Linked DNA regions of Rattus norvegicus: region 2 is linked to region 1. Evidence: chromatin contacts called from public Hi-C data. All regions are on one chromosome and are shown on one strand. The core of a region is the stretch at or near the end of the contact, and the rest is flanking DNA. Distances in the headings are between cores, read along the strand shown. Region 1 holds the start of Xylt1 (xylosyltransferase 1). Region 2 overlaps Xylt1 (xylosyltransferase 1).

Region 1 (6,892 bases), core at 358-2,857:
GCTGCGCTCGGGCATCAAGGGTCAAGACAGTCCCGAAGAACTTAAGCACGTCAGAAAGCACTTCTGACCCGGCTGGCTGTGTAACTGTGTCTAGGCAGTGTTCAGCAAGAGCTGAGGAGTGACAAGCAATAACAAGGACTGTTCCCTCCCTACAGATCCTAGAAACACTCCCCTGGCGGCTACTGTCCTTCAGATGCTGGGCAGTTCTCTGCGGAGAACCAGCATGATGAACAGAGTCACGTGGCATATCACATCAGCCCAAAGACAGACAGACACTATTCCCATGCAGAGCACAGACCCTGTACAGTAGTTAGGGACTCAGACCTCCGCCCCTCCCCCCACCCCCCAGCTCAGAAAAAGGTGAAACCGATGTCCCGAAGGAAGTTGGGGATAGAGGAGGAAGAAAAGCTGGTGCTCCACCTAGCCAACCAGATGGTACTAGTAGAACTGTGGAAGACAGTTTAAGAGCCCTGACTATGCACATCAAGAAAAGCAAAGCACACTGGGAGGTGTGGTGATAGTGTGGCCAGTCAGCCAGACAGTAAGTGTAACTGGCCACCCATGTCAAGTCAGATACAGCCAGATGGGACCAAGGGGCAGTACTCTGAAGCTGCAAGTCCTGGAGGAGGCGAAGTCAGGGAGGGCAAGAGATGGCAAGGTTAGGGACTAAGGAAGTTGGGCACTGGAAGAAGCAGACACCCAGCGGGGAAAACAGGACCCAAAGTCAGATCAGGCACGCAGGACCCAGTGTTGATTTGGGCACCAGGGATATGGTGGAGGACTTGACACACTCATTCCGGGTCTCTTCTCAGTCCAAAGCAAACAGCTCAGACCAAAGAGGCTGCGTGGAGAACTACCCTTGAGCAGCGGCTGAGGATCCGGTCACGATCCAATGCACGCACTCGAGTGGGGAGTGAGACATCAACGCCCCCACCCAGAGAGCAAGTAGGAAGCCCAGAAAGAGTGATAGGGAACAGGACCCCCTAGAAAGCAAGTCTCTTCTGGAGCTCACTTTCCAGACCCCAAGGGGGCGGTCCTCAGACTCCGCACAGAGCAGCGCAGCTCAGTGCACGACCCTGCAGCTGCCCAGGGTAACCAGGGCAGCCAGAGGCAGCCAGAGGCAGTCAGGAAGCAGAGTCCCTTCGGAAATCGGGACTTGGGTGGCCAAGACCAATGGGAGGCGTGGGTAGGTTCGCCCATCTGTATCTCTGTCCGCGCGGCTCGCGATCCCCTTCCCAAAGGGCACCTTACCCTCGCCCGGGCGGCTAGTGCCCCGCGGCTGGCAGGCTGCTGTGCGCGGGCTCCTCCGGGGCCGCCTCCCCGTGCTCCTCCTCCGCCGGCTCGGCCTCCAGGTCCTCCGCGGGCTGCGGGCAGATGGGCAGCCAGGTCCCTGCGCTCCCGGCGCGGGGCCGCGGGCTGCTGCTGCTGCTGCTCCGCTGCTCCCGCCGCTGCCCCCGCGCGCCGCTGCTCTCCAGCCCCGGAGTCCAGGCTGCTGAAATTCCACACCACCAGCGTCTGCAGCAGCAGCACCATGAGCGCCGCCAGCAGCGCCGAGTGCGAGCGCCGCGCCAGCCTCCGAGCGCACGGCGCCGCCACCATCTTCCGCGGCGGCCCGGGGCGAGCGGGGTGCCGGGACACCCCGGTGCGCGCTCTATCCCGGGGGCTCCGCGCTCGGGCCCCGCCGTCGTCGCCCCGGCTCGCCGCTGCTCCTCCTCCTGCTCCTCTCCTCCACCACCTCCTCCTCCCTTTCCTCCTCTGCCGCCGCCGCCGCCGCCGCCTCCACCGCCGCGGCGCGGAGTTTTCAGACGGGCAGGGACCCGGACGTCACCAGGAGGAGGGGAAGGCGGGAGGCGGGCGCGGGGAGGCCGCGGAGGGGGCGCGGCGCGCGCACGCAGGGACAAGGCTCGGGGAGGGAGCTGGCCCCGCGCGATTCCCTTCTCCCTGGGCCAGGGTCCCCAACCCACTCCCCAGGGTTCTAGGGCAGGCGTTGCGGGTACCAAGACTGGGGAAGGGGCCACCAGGGACGCTGGCCTTGAGTAGAGGGCGGGGCCTGGAGGAGGAGCCGAGGGCAGCGTGGGGAGGAGAAGGTGAGGGAGGGGGTGGGGGCGAAGGAAGCAGACAGACACCCCCCAGAACAGGCGTGGGAGCAAGGTAGGGGTGTGAAAAGGCCGGTACAAGGCGTAGAGAGAGGGAAAGTGAAGGATAGACAAGTCAACAAGGCAGTTCAGCTTGCGTTGGTCAGGAAAAGGGAAAGAAGGGTCCCGAGACCCTGTGTTCCAAGTGGCAGAAAACTGGAGGCGGAGTTGAAGGAGGCGCGGAGTTTTCTGTCCCGGGATCTTTGGCTGCACTGAGAAAACCTTGGCAGGTGGAGATGGGAGAAAACGTAGGAGTGTCACAGGTCCTGGCTCTTGTGCAGCCCGGGATTCCTGGATCACTGACTGAAACGATGGGAGAAGGTTCTCAATGACTCTCCGAGGTTAATCAGCACAAGCACTGTGACTTCTGAGTCACCCCCCACTCCAGGGCCAACCAAAGATTCAGGGCTCACTGACTCACTTCTCTGGTCCCCAAGGACTCACAATCCAACATCCTCCAAATCCAGTTGGCAAGTGGATGGCTTGGGTGGCTAAAGAAGTTTCCCAACCCTCCCTGGCCACAAACTGAAGGCGCTCTCCAAGCCGCAGAGCCTCCCTTAACGCCCTTCTTTCCATCCAGCCATCCTGATGTCTGACTCGCTATGTGCACTAGACTCAGAGCTGCGTGAGCCCAACCTTGCTTTAAAGGAGAAGCATTTTCTTGGACTGATTGGTGACCTTGAGCCATCAGGATTGCCCTCCCCCACCCCGTCCCCAATCCCCGACCTTGGTCTGTGCTCTGTCTCCTGTGAGTGAGAGTCTGGAAGGAATGATCTTTTTGAGCTCAAACTCATTCAGCCCTCTCTGACTCAGTCTTATAGCCTTCCCCTTTTGATACACAGCATCTCTGAATGTCTGCACATGACTGGGACTGATGCCTACCTACCTATGTCAGTGAGTTGGGGATCTACATCGAATTCTTGGTCTTTTGTCTCCTGCCCTTTTAAACATCACCCTGATTTTTTAAGGGAAGTGGGTGGATGTGTAGGGAATCTGTCAGAGAACTCAGCAAACAGTGGCAGGAAATGAACTTTTCCATCCACTGCACCAGCGTACTAGAGCACTGATGGGTCAGAGGTGGGATCAGGTACAAGAATCCCAAGGTGACAAAGGATGCCTCTTACCTACAGTGAGCTTGAAAGCTAGAGGAGCCAGATGTAGGGAGTTATGGACTCTCAGAAGAAAGCACGATCAGTATCCCTACAGAAATTTGCAAAGGAGCCATGGGTTCATGGGAGTGCTACTGGGATAGCTGTGTCCTCAATTACCCTGCTGCCCTGACAGTCTAAAGTCCACTGCAGAGCCCCCTCCAGCTCTGCACAGGCACAGAGGCTTTCCCACTTCATCAAGAGTGAGACTGCAGAGGAGAGGCAGCTCCCTGGCTCGCCAGTCTCCGCTTATCTGCATATATCAGTTGGGAATATTTGTAGTTCATGCAATACAAACATCTGGTCCAACGATTTAAAACTAAGCCTTGCTGGATCACCGTTATTGCAGAGAACCGACTCCAGGCGTGGCTTGATCCAGCAACCCAGCACAACCACTACAGAATTTTCTCTTCCTTTCTCCCAAAGGGTCTGTTCACACTGGAACAGCACAGGAGGATTCTGTGATTGGGACTAGCTGGGGCTTTAGTTCATCTGCAGTCCCGGATTCTCTTAGAAGAAATAGTTTTCTTATGGAGTAAGTATTTATAGGTCCTAAGTTACCCCTACACCAGTCACAAAGCTCAGGAAGCCAGACCAAGGAAATGAATTTAACTAGGGTTCCATGATTCACCTCTGGCCTGCGGGTCAGAGATCTATTATCTCTGTAGCCCTTCAGATGGTTGGTAGAGCCAGGTGGGTGGGAGCAGGTGGGTGTAGAAGAAGGGCTTCCCTTGTCTGTCCATGCAGTCTCCACTGAGCTTCCCCCTAGCATGGTCAAGTCGTCTCCCCTCCCAGACTTCAGGGCTCTTAGTGCTAAGTGAGTAGCTAGAGGACTTGTAAACACAGCCTCCAAGTCCTGCATTGGCTGTATAGAATAGTCCAGCCCCCAGCCACCTTTGTTTCAAGATCTCTAATGCACTTTGCCTGTAAAGCTGCCATGACCTATGCTTCTTGCACATGACACAGTTAACAGCAGTCCTCCAGGGTGCAGACTGTGATTCAGCTCCCTCGGGGCCCCAGTGCTTCACCACCGAGGTTAAAGATCCCGACCCAAATCCCTGGAGAAACAGAGTTGTTTATCTTGACTCATAAAAAGCCAAGAAAGAAAGAGGTTCAATCTCCCTGGGCAGGTTAGAGATGCCATAAACAGCTCATTTGATGGGCTTTGGAGGAAATTTTACCTGAGGTGGCATCTGGGATTATCTTCTTCTAGCTCCAAGATAAGTAGCCCTTCAAACATTTTAGAGAGAATAGGGAGGTAAAGATGAAACAAAAGAACAGATAGTTGGGAGCTAGGGTAAATTAGTGTCTAAAATGCTCATCTCAGTATGGCTGGGAGATCCACAGGGTGGGTACCCTAAATTTGCTGAACTACCGAATGGAAATAGCACTTTTGCATTTCTTAGGAGGGACAGGGTTTTTCATTTCTAGTTGTGCATGAGGAGCCAAGTGGCTTTGCTGGATAAGAAAGAGGCCAGGGTCCTGCTTGAGGCCTGGCAGTGCTCTAACCACCGTATCCAGGGTTTTCAAAGCTCCGTTTTTCATTCCACAAAGATACATGGAACCCTATTACATGTAGGCATCCCGCTGGGCAAGCGAAATCTGGGGATGATGAAGATTCCCCAAGGAACCTTTCTTTTTATATATGGCTCCCCAGTTCCCATGCTACAGCTCCCAGAAGAAAGAGCTCTGGGGAAGTTTCCCCTGATTTGTGGGATTCTCAACCACCACCTCGAATGCCAAATCTTGTTTCTCTGTCCCTTCAAGGATGGGAAGGCTAATCTGTCACCGAGCATTTTGAGTTATTGGGTGTGCCCAGTCCTGAGCTAGCAATTGCAAAGGAAGTGGTTAGGACAGTCTTCACCCTCAAGGAACTGTCCAGCAGGATAGAGGGACAAGCCAGGTCATTGACAGCAATTCCAGGGTCAGTGCAAGGAGCAAATGAGATAGATGAGAACTAGATTGCCCAGGCTTGATGTGCGCATGTGTGCATGCATATGTGTGTTTATGTGCACGAAAGCCAGAAGGGAACCGCAGGGGTGGGTTTTGGTTTGTTTGTTTGCTATTTATTTCTATTTGATTTTTGGCCTGGATGTTATAAAAATCTCAAACAACAAAACAAACAAACAAATGAAAACAAGCCTAAGCTGCCCAGAATCAACTGCCTCCACTTCCCCAGGGCTCGCTGTCATGGACAACTGCGTATGTGGTTTCTGGGGAGCTTCTTATCTCTTTAGCCCCTCTGCTGTATTTTAACTGAGTCTTTTAAGTAATGAGTGTTAACTTCTATGCCTCAATGTGATCATCCATAAAATGGGCTTAAAATAATGGGATCTTTATTGACACTTTCTCAGAAGGATTAAATGAGCTAACTCATACATAAAACTTTGCATCTAGATTGACAAAGTCAACCTTGGTGGCACACATACTTGGAATATGGAGAAAGGGGAATTACCAGTTTGAAGCTAGTCTGGAGTGCACAGCAAGGCTCTTTTTATCAAAGTTAAGTGGCTAAAAGCATCAGAGGGGAGAAAGGTTGGTTATGGAAAGCTCCGTGGAGGAGGCCGTGTAACATCAGGACTCTGTGATATTCCAGTCTCTCCACAGGTAGATTTTTGCCTCACTTCTTTACCTCTTTCTGCTACTTGGTATAGTTCAAGGCCTTGGGTGAAATCTGGATGTAGAGTGAACATCCATCAATTGCAGGATTGGGGGGCAGATGAAATGAGACAGGGGCATTCTTCCACAGAGAAGCAGGCACCGTTTGAGGCCTGGTACAGATCCAGGTTCAAAAACCATTCTCAGAAATATTTTCATTTCATGATCTGTGAGCAGGACACCCGACTCTTTGACCCTCAGTATTGTGAAGTAGAAAAGTTTTAAAAAAAAGGCTCCTGTCTTCCAGGGGACATAAAACCAGTGACGTTGTATGCAGGAGTGTATAATCTATTTATTGAGAAATGGAGGGATTATCCAGTGGAGGAAGGTGAGACTGTTAGCTGGGTCACCACCTGATCACCAAGTTAAAAATAAAAAACTCCAGTCCTTTCCAAATATTCCTGCCACAGGGTTCTAGAGAGCTGGGGCTACGCATACCTCCTTCTGAATTTAAATGAACTTCAGACTAACAGTCAAATTTAGTGAGGTATATGGTTTCCGTTTTAATCTCAATCACATGTCTGTTTCTTGTTTTTATAGTTAGCTTTTACCCAAAGGCCACCAATTGACCCGACTTTGCTCTTCAAAAGAATTTTTTAAACTCCTCCTGAGTTTCACTTCTGCATCGACACAGACGCTGTAAGCAGGTGGCTCACCTGCATGTGCCTGACGATGTGAGACTTCTGCACGCAATACCTCCACCCACAGGATCCCCGACTCTCTCCAGCAAATGCCACGAGCCGGAGGACTTCTGAGAAGCAGGGTCATAGAAGCCCCTTCAGAGTGTGGGCTGTGCGTAGATGCTTTCTGTCCTTCACCCCATCCCACCCAAGGGAAGTAAGTGGCCTTGTCAGCCCCACAGGCAGACAGATCGACAGCTGAACCTAGGAGTGTTTCCAGGGACTCTTTCATCAGCAGAGGGCGCTCTAGTTAGCAAATAACTTTCCTGTG
Region 2 (6,744 bases), core at 3,520-6,019, 210 kb before region 1:
GTTCAGACGCTGAAACAGCACAGGTCCCACTCAAAGACCCAAGCTGGCACCCTAAAATAAGACTTCGGTGTGTGTGTGTGTGTGTGTGTGTGTGTGTGTGTGTGTGGTGTGTGTGTGTGTGTGTGTGTGTGTGTGTGTGTGTGTGTACACGAGAGCAGTTTCAGGTGTTGTAGGCCAGAAGTTGTTCACCTTGTGTTTTGTGACAGGATCTCTTATTAGCCTGCAACTCAAGGATTGGGCTAAGCTGGCTATCCAGTGAACCCATCTACATGTGTTTGCCTCCTCAGCACTGATATTACAGAGCACGCGCCATCATTTACACAGGTTCTGGGGATTAAGCCGTGATCCATATGCTTGCTGGCAAGCTTTCTGAAATTCAGTGATGAATATCTCTGCCCCCATCTCCTGACAGTGGCTTTCAGCCCTCCGCCTTGTATTACAGCCATATGCAGAGATTTAAATGGGCAGAGATTCTTATGCATAGAGAATCTGTAATCAATAGGTCCAAAGCAGAGCCCTGAGTTTCTGAGAATCACTCATAACCCGGGTTTCCCTTACTGAGTATCTTTCCATGCTGGTTAAGCCCTGCAGAGAGAGGGCCTCCCAGGCCCCAGGGCCTCAACCTGGGGAGGTACCTGGTAAAAGGATTGCCAGAAGCTCTGGTCCCTCTGGGCTTGGTTTAGCTTGTGGTCCCCTGCAGGTCTCTGGGGTTGAGTTGATGAGAGTCTGATTTGGAGGGCCTCAGTAGTGAGGATGTGTGTGAGAGTAGCTGTTAGGTTACTGTTAGGCCATGTGGGTAGGTGCTGGGGGCAGCAGCACTAGGAAGGGAACACAAGTTTCCATCTGTCTGTGATCAGAACAGAAACCATTCAGAAAAATGGGGAGATCTGAAGTTAGACAGATGTGGGCTGAGGTGATATTCTAGAAGGATCACTTGAGGACTGGGGGAATGACTCAGTGGGTAGAACACTTGCCATGCACGTATAAAGGGAGCTGAGTTTGGGTGCCTAGAACTCACATAAAGAAAGACAGTCATGAGTGTGTGTAATCTCAGCACTCCTGTGGTGAGATAAGAGAGGAGGAAAGGAGAATCCCCTGAAGCTCATGAGCCAGGCTGCCTGGAGTCTGTAATAGTGAAAAGGAGACTCTGTATCAAACAAAATGGAAGATGAGGACAGACAAGAGGCTGTCCACTGATTGCTAAATGCATGCCATGGCGCATGTGTATTAATACTTACCCACCACCACCACCACCACCACCACCACCACCACCACCACCACCATCAAAAGAATGGGTTGCAAGCTCTTGTTAGGAGATCACTGCCTAACTAGTCTATAAACAGGTATATCCACAGTCTAAGGGTTCTTAGGCTTTTGTTTCAAGGGCTTATGTGTTTAAGAAGGACAAGAGAGATGTTAAACTCCTTAGGAGAGTTACTTTACATAAACAAATCAAACAGTGTTGAAGAGAATGCAAAGAATCCAGAACTTTCATACAGTGCTGTGGGAATGCAAAATGATGCAGCCATTAGGGACAACATTACAGTTGCTACTCAAAAAGACCAAGGTTGAAATTTAGCAATATACAAACTCAGTTAAGAAACAGAGACAGGGTCCTGAGGAGATAACTCTACATCAATGCCGATGACAACATTATTCAAAACAGCTGCAAGTTAGACTCATTCCATATGCAATCATACAGAAAACATTGTTCAGCTTTTAAAAGGATGGCCGTTATGGCACAACCACACACAGCTGAACCTTGAGAACATTCTACTAAGTGAAATAAGACATTTAGAAGCCAAGCATTGCATGATCCTACTCACACAGGGTCTACAGAGTTAGCAAACACATAGAGATGGATCAGTCGTGGTTGCCAAGGACTAGACCTGGCGGTGGTGGGTGATGGGGTTACTAGGTCAAGACAGTCCTTGGGGTACGATGATAGCCCAACATGAACACACTCAGTGCCACTCATCTGCATCCTCATGGCAGAGATAGTTAAGTTTCAACTTATACATACTTCATCACAATTATAAGACAGATGAGGAAATTAAGAGAAGACATATCTATCCAACCCCCATTCTGCTCCAAACTATAGGCTATGACTTCTCTGGCTCACAGGCAACTCTCGTGAACCTGCTCTGCCAAATTCTTGTCCAGGCACTGAAATGCTCTGAGAGTCTCCTGAAGGAGGCTGCCTGCACAGGTGCGGGGCTCTAGTTCCCCAAGCAGAAGGTGGCTGCCTGGCTATATTAACTGAGAGGCTAAATGGCTGCATGGATTCTGGAAGCTCTTATGGCTATCTTCTGGATGCTTGCCTCTGCCTGGAGGTTGAGAGCAGTTCTGTTGACATGGTTCTGGAGCATCAGAAGCACTGGCTTTCTCCATGGTCTTCCCACCTCCGTGTGGGCCTTTTCATCTCTTTTCCCATAGCTACCAGCACTATATCTCCAGATGGACATAAGAGCTCTTTCCCTAAAGTTTCCCAGTGTGGACACCAAGGTACCTACAGATTAACAAGTGAACACGAAGCCCTGTTCTGCTGGATTCTCTGTTTGACCTACAGATCCACTCAAAGCAGATCACAAGACCTTGACGTGGTCTTATCAAGGCTTCAATTGACAGTAGACCTATGAAGCCACTGTGTTTGTTAGAAGGAGGCCCATCTGCTCAATTCGTTCATGGGTATAAAGGTTCTCTCCACTGGCCTCACCAGGCTGGCTTGAATTCTTCCTTCCCCAAGACACCCCTGAACTGCTGTCACAAGAGGTTGTTGAGCAGTAAGACAACGAGGAAGAAGATAAAGGAAGCCTGGATTTCAAGCCCAAGTCTCTGATTTCTATTTATAACTCTGAATCTGCCCCAGGCAACCAGAACTGCTGGAGAGAGCTCTCCTATTCAGCAGAGAATCAGGGGCAAGCAAGAATTTCACTGGAAATACACCTTGCCCACAGCATCATTGGAAGGTTGGCACCTGCAAAGCACTGTGCACTCATGTTTGTGGCTACCACTTGGTGTCAGTCACATGACTTCTTCCATCCCCAAGAGCCAATGAAGGATAGAAGGGATGATGGCATAGGAGTGACTGAGCACAGACTCTGGGTGCCTCAGGCACCTCAGCTCTGCTTCAGGTCTTGGCAAATCTTTGACTCACTGTAGGCCTGTTAAACCACTGTTCTTCACAAGGCTTTGACTTCCAGTAAAGCTACTGGTTTCTTATACACCTTTCTTTTATAGGATGAGAATCAAAATATGTGTTACAGTCCCCACAGAGGTTCTGGAACTTACTAGGTATGTGGGAATGTTTCCATGTTAGGTCTCATATAAACCTGGTTTGGGGAGATTGTAGAAAGGCTTGACTACCTGCTTCCTGTCTCATCTACTGGCACTTTCTAGTTTATTCAAATGTATGGTCCCTAACACTGGCACTCTTTCAAGACACAGGTTTGAGTCTGTGGTTAACATAACTTATGTGTCTACACAGTGGGTCCCAGGTGTTATGCTTTTATGGCACTGTGTCCCTGAGTGGCAGAAAAGGCAGATCCTGTTGGCTTGAAATGTGCCAACACTGTTTGCCTTAGGCTACAGCTTCTGTTACACACACACACACACACACACACACACACACACACACACACACATCCCATAGACAGTATACAAACCCTGAGAGGGGCTGTGAACATATTTATCTCTCTACTTTTTGCTAAAGCAAAAGTCCTAATGATGGATGTCTCTGTATAGGAGAAATATTCATGGCCTCATCACTACATACCTGTGGCCAGTTAAAAGGATGCTGGGTATGATTTAATTCCTTGTTAGGTAGACATGAAAAATGCAGTTAGTATGCCTTTTGGTGGGAAGTAGAACTTGGGAACATTCATGTCTAACTATGTAGTGGGCATTTAACTAGTTTCAACCAGAGTCTTCACAGGGCAGTACCACATCAACAGCAGGGTAGGAAGGCAAAGAATCTTAGCTTGTCTATTACCCGCACACATGAATCTCCTTTACACACAAATTATGTCTTGTTTTCTCTTGAAACGCTGTTCACAGACTCACTCTGCTTTTCACACCTTGGGAAGGGAAGAGAGTCAAGAAATAATCACTTGGCTTTTCACTCCATCAAAGGGAAAGGGGAAATATTTTGAAGGGAGGGGGAGTGTGAAGTCCTGCCTGTGAAGCACACATCACCCCACTGCTGTGACCAGCGCTGTGACCAGCCTGCATTTACTCAGCACTTGCTATGCATCAGGCTCTGTGTGATGCCTCTGTGGGACCATTTTTCATTTTCCTCCTCCTATAGCTTCTTACAAGAAGCACTGCTATCGTGCTCAATTTTAAGGTAGAAAATTGAGGTGTACACAATTGAAGTAGTATGCACCAACTCACAGGGCTACCTGTGTCCAGGAGCTAATATGTCTATGGCTTTGTAAGCCAGCGAGTCTTTGTTATCTAAGAAGAGAGTCTGCACTCCCAGTAATGCTGGTGGTGGGGTGGGGGAGGGCTCAGAGTGGATTCCTCAGGATGTTTATGTCCATGAAGTCTCCCCAAGCTCCCAAAGCCTCTTGGAAATGTCTAAAGTGGGCACTTCCACCCTACTTTGAGAATGCTCTTAACTTTCTTATTCTTCCCGGGATGGAAGGAGTCGTTTTAGAAGCTACAGATGGAAGAGCAGATGGTACGTGAAACCTATCAGAGTTGCCCAGGATGAAACCATTCATCTGCAAAATCCATATGTTTTTGTGTGGGGCGACTTCATAGAAACAACAGCAAGAGGAAACAGCAGGGCCTGGAGCATGAGGTGCCGCTAGCCATGAGGCTGACAGGACAGGGTGCACAGAAGAGCTGAGGCAGTGGGTGGCACTCTGACAATTACCTGGGAGACAGAGGAAGAGCAAGCCAGGCACAGAGACAAACACCGAGTTATAAAGCTGAAGGAGCCATGAAGAGCACACCTTCAGCGCATGGTCTGAGAAAGATAGCTGGGGCCCTTGCAAAGATAAAACGCAACCTCGGTTGCAGCTTAGATGACAGTAGTTGATGTGCACCAAGTACGTTGTGAATCCTTAGTGCTCTGCTAGAGTCTGTTATTGCCTGTTGGGGTCACATGGATGGATTTATGTCCCTGTAAGTCTGCTGCTCCTTTGGTTAACTGATGTTAGATTTCCATGCTCAGCAATCTGGTGAGAGTCTGAGCCTTCATCCTCTAGGACCCTGATCCTTCTGGGTAAGTGACCACGGTTGGGACTACAATCAATGCAGAAAAGCATAACTAGGGGGCAGCAGTTGTGGGTATGCCTACCTGGCCTGCATTCTCCAGCATTTTCTAGGCAGCTTGCAACTATACAGATAGCCCAGTCTCCTGATTTTTCCAAGAGGTAAATTTCAAGCAGAAGGAACATCTGCTTTGGAAATGGTTCTAGTCGTTGCTTTGTCATGTCTTCACTATATGACAGTGGACTTCAGTTTGGCCACCTAACTACTGGGTTCCGGACAAAGGATCAAGGAATTCCCCCCTCCCCCCACAGCACTTGCTATACACAGCATTTTGGAGGAATTTATGAATTCAGTCCTTTATTGGAAGACAACCCCTTACTCTATTCTTGCCTAGATAGAGTCACCTTTCCTCAAGCTGTTGCTCACTAAACTCCATCCAGTTTTAGATTTCTCAGATGCAATATGTTCATTTTTTAATTAATAATTTTGCCCATTATATTTTTTCATATAAAGAAGTGGTGACTCTCAACTGCAGGTGATCTGGGCCCCCATGGGACATTTGACAATATCTTCGGATATTATGTGAGAAGGATATAAGTGGGCAGAACATGCTATTAGGAGCTTGTGGGTAAAGACCCAAGATATAGTCAAGGGGAAGCCCCATAGTAAAGAGTTAGCCAGCAGAAATGTCAATAGCTCACAGCTTACAAAGCTTGGTCTAGAATGTTCTTGCTCCATCCTTGATTGCCAACACATCTTGCTCTAGAGGGGTCTAGGGTCTTTCTCACTTCCTATATGTGACCTTGGCTGGACTGTTATAAGCAACTGCCTTTCTAGTAGACTCCTTTGAGTTCAACATCAAGGTCAGATCTGTCCTTCCTCTGCATAAAACATACATCTGGCTTGGAGTACCAGTGCCATGACATATCCTAGGACTACTCTCAGACCTTGCGTCTTATTACTCCATCCCTCACTATCTGTTACAGCACTTCCAAGCCCACCATCTCTTGCTCACACCAGGTATGTTCCCTCCTCAGGGCTTGTCCAGCTCTCCTCTGCCTTGGAACACTTTCCAAGGCAGCATCCTCTACTTCATCTTCTTCTATTATTCATAAGGCTTCTCCTGGCCCTTTTCATTAGGAATACAATGTGCTCCTACTTCTGCCCTCCGCTTTCTGAATGCAATGCTGGCTGATCTCATACAGAAAACACAGCACATCCTAGGAGGCAGGATGCTCCACTGGACAGGAAGGAAGCCGGCTGCCTGTGCTTTTCTGTTTCCTCACTGTTTTTACAGGAAGAGGGAGGGAAGCAGGAACTGACTGCCTTGGAGCGGGTGACTGCCTCACCTGATGGGGTAGTCAGCAGCACTGAGGTTGATGAAGAAGTCCCAGGGCCAGTCAGTCATCTCCAGTAGATCCCGCATGCTCTGCAGGTAAGTGGACAGGAGGCTGGCTCCGCCCCAAATGGTGGCCATCCTCCAGGAAGTGACTCGGACGTTGTCGTACTGCCTGGAGAACTGGA

Evidence for each region. Hi-C and Micro-C count contacts between places; a contact is called where the count stands out from the background.
Region 2: a Hi-C map of frontal cortex shows a contact between it and region 1, with 3 times the contacts expected there. The contact joins the enhancer-like site here to the promoter of Xylt1 in region 1. A contact is called at or near these places in 1 of 12 Hi-C or Micro-C datasets (frontal cortex) and 1 of 1 datasets of contacts at active chromatin or transcription factors (oligodendrocytes).

What each region holds. Positions count from the first base shown.
Region 1 is chr1:181,072,937-181,079,828 of GRCr8, reverse strand. Xylt1 (xylosyltransferase 1) reads right to left here and starts at 1,607. Exons shown (of 12, transcript NM_022295.2): 1 at 1,252-1,607. The coding sequence starts at 1,599.
Region 2 is chr1:181,290,841-181,297,584 of GRCr8, reverse strand. It overlaps Xylt1 (xylosyltransferase 1), which reads right to left. Exons shown (of 12, transcript NM_022295.2): 5 at 6,570-6,744. Among named protein-coding and RNA genes, the nearest start is that of Xylt1, 220 kb to the right of the region's middle. Within about 2 kb of position 4,769, at least 6 of the 93 cell types and tissues checked have an H3K27ac peak or open chromatin away from gene starts, as enhancers often do.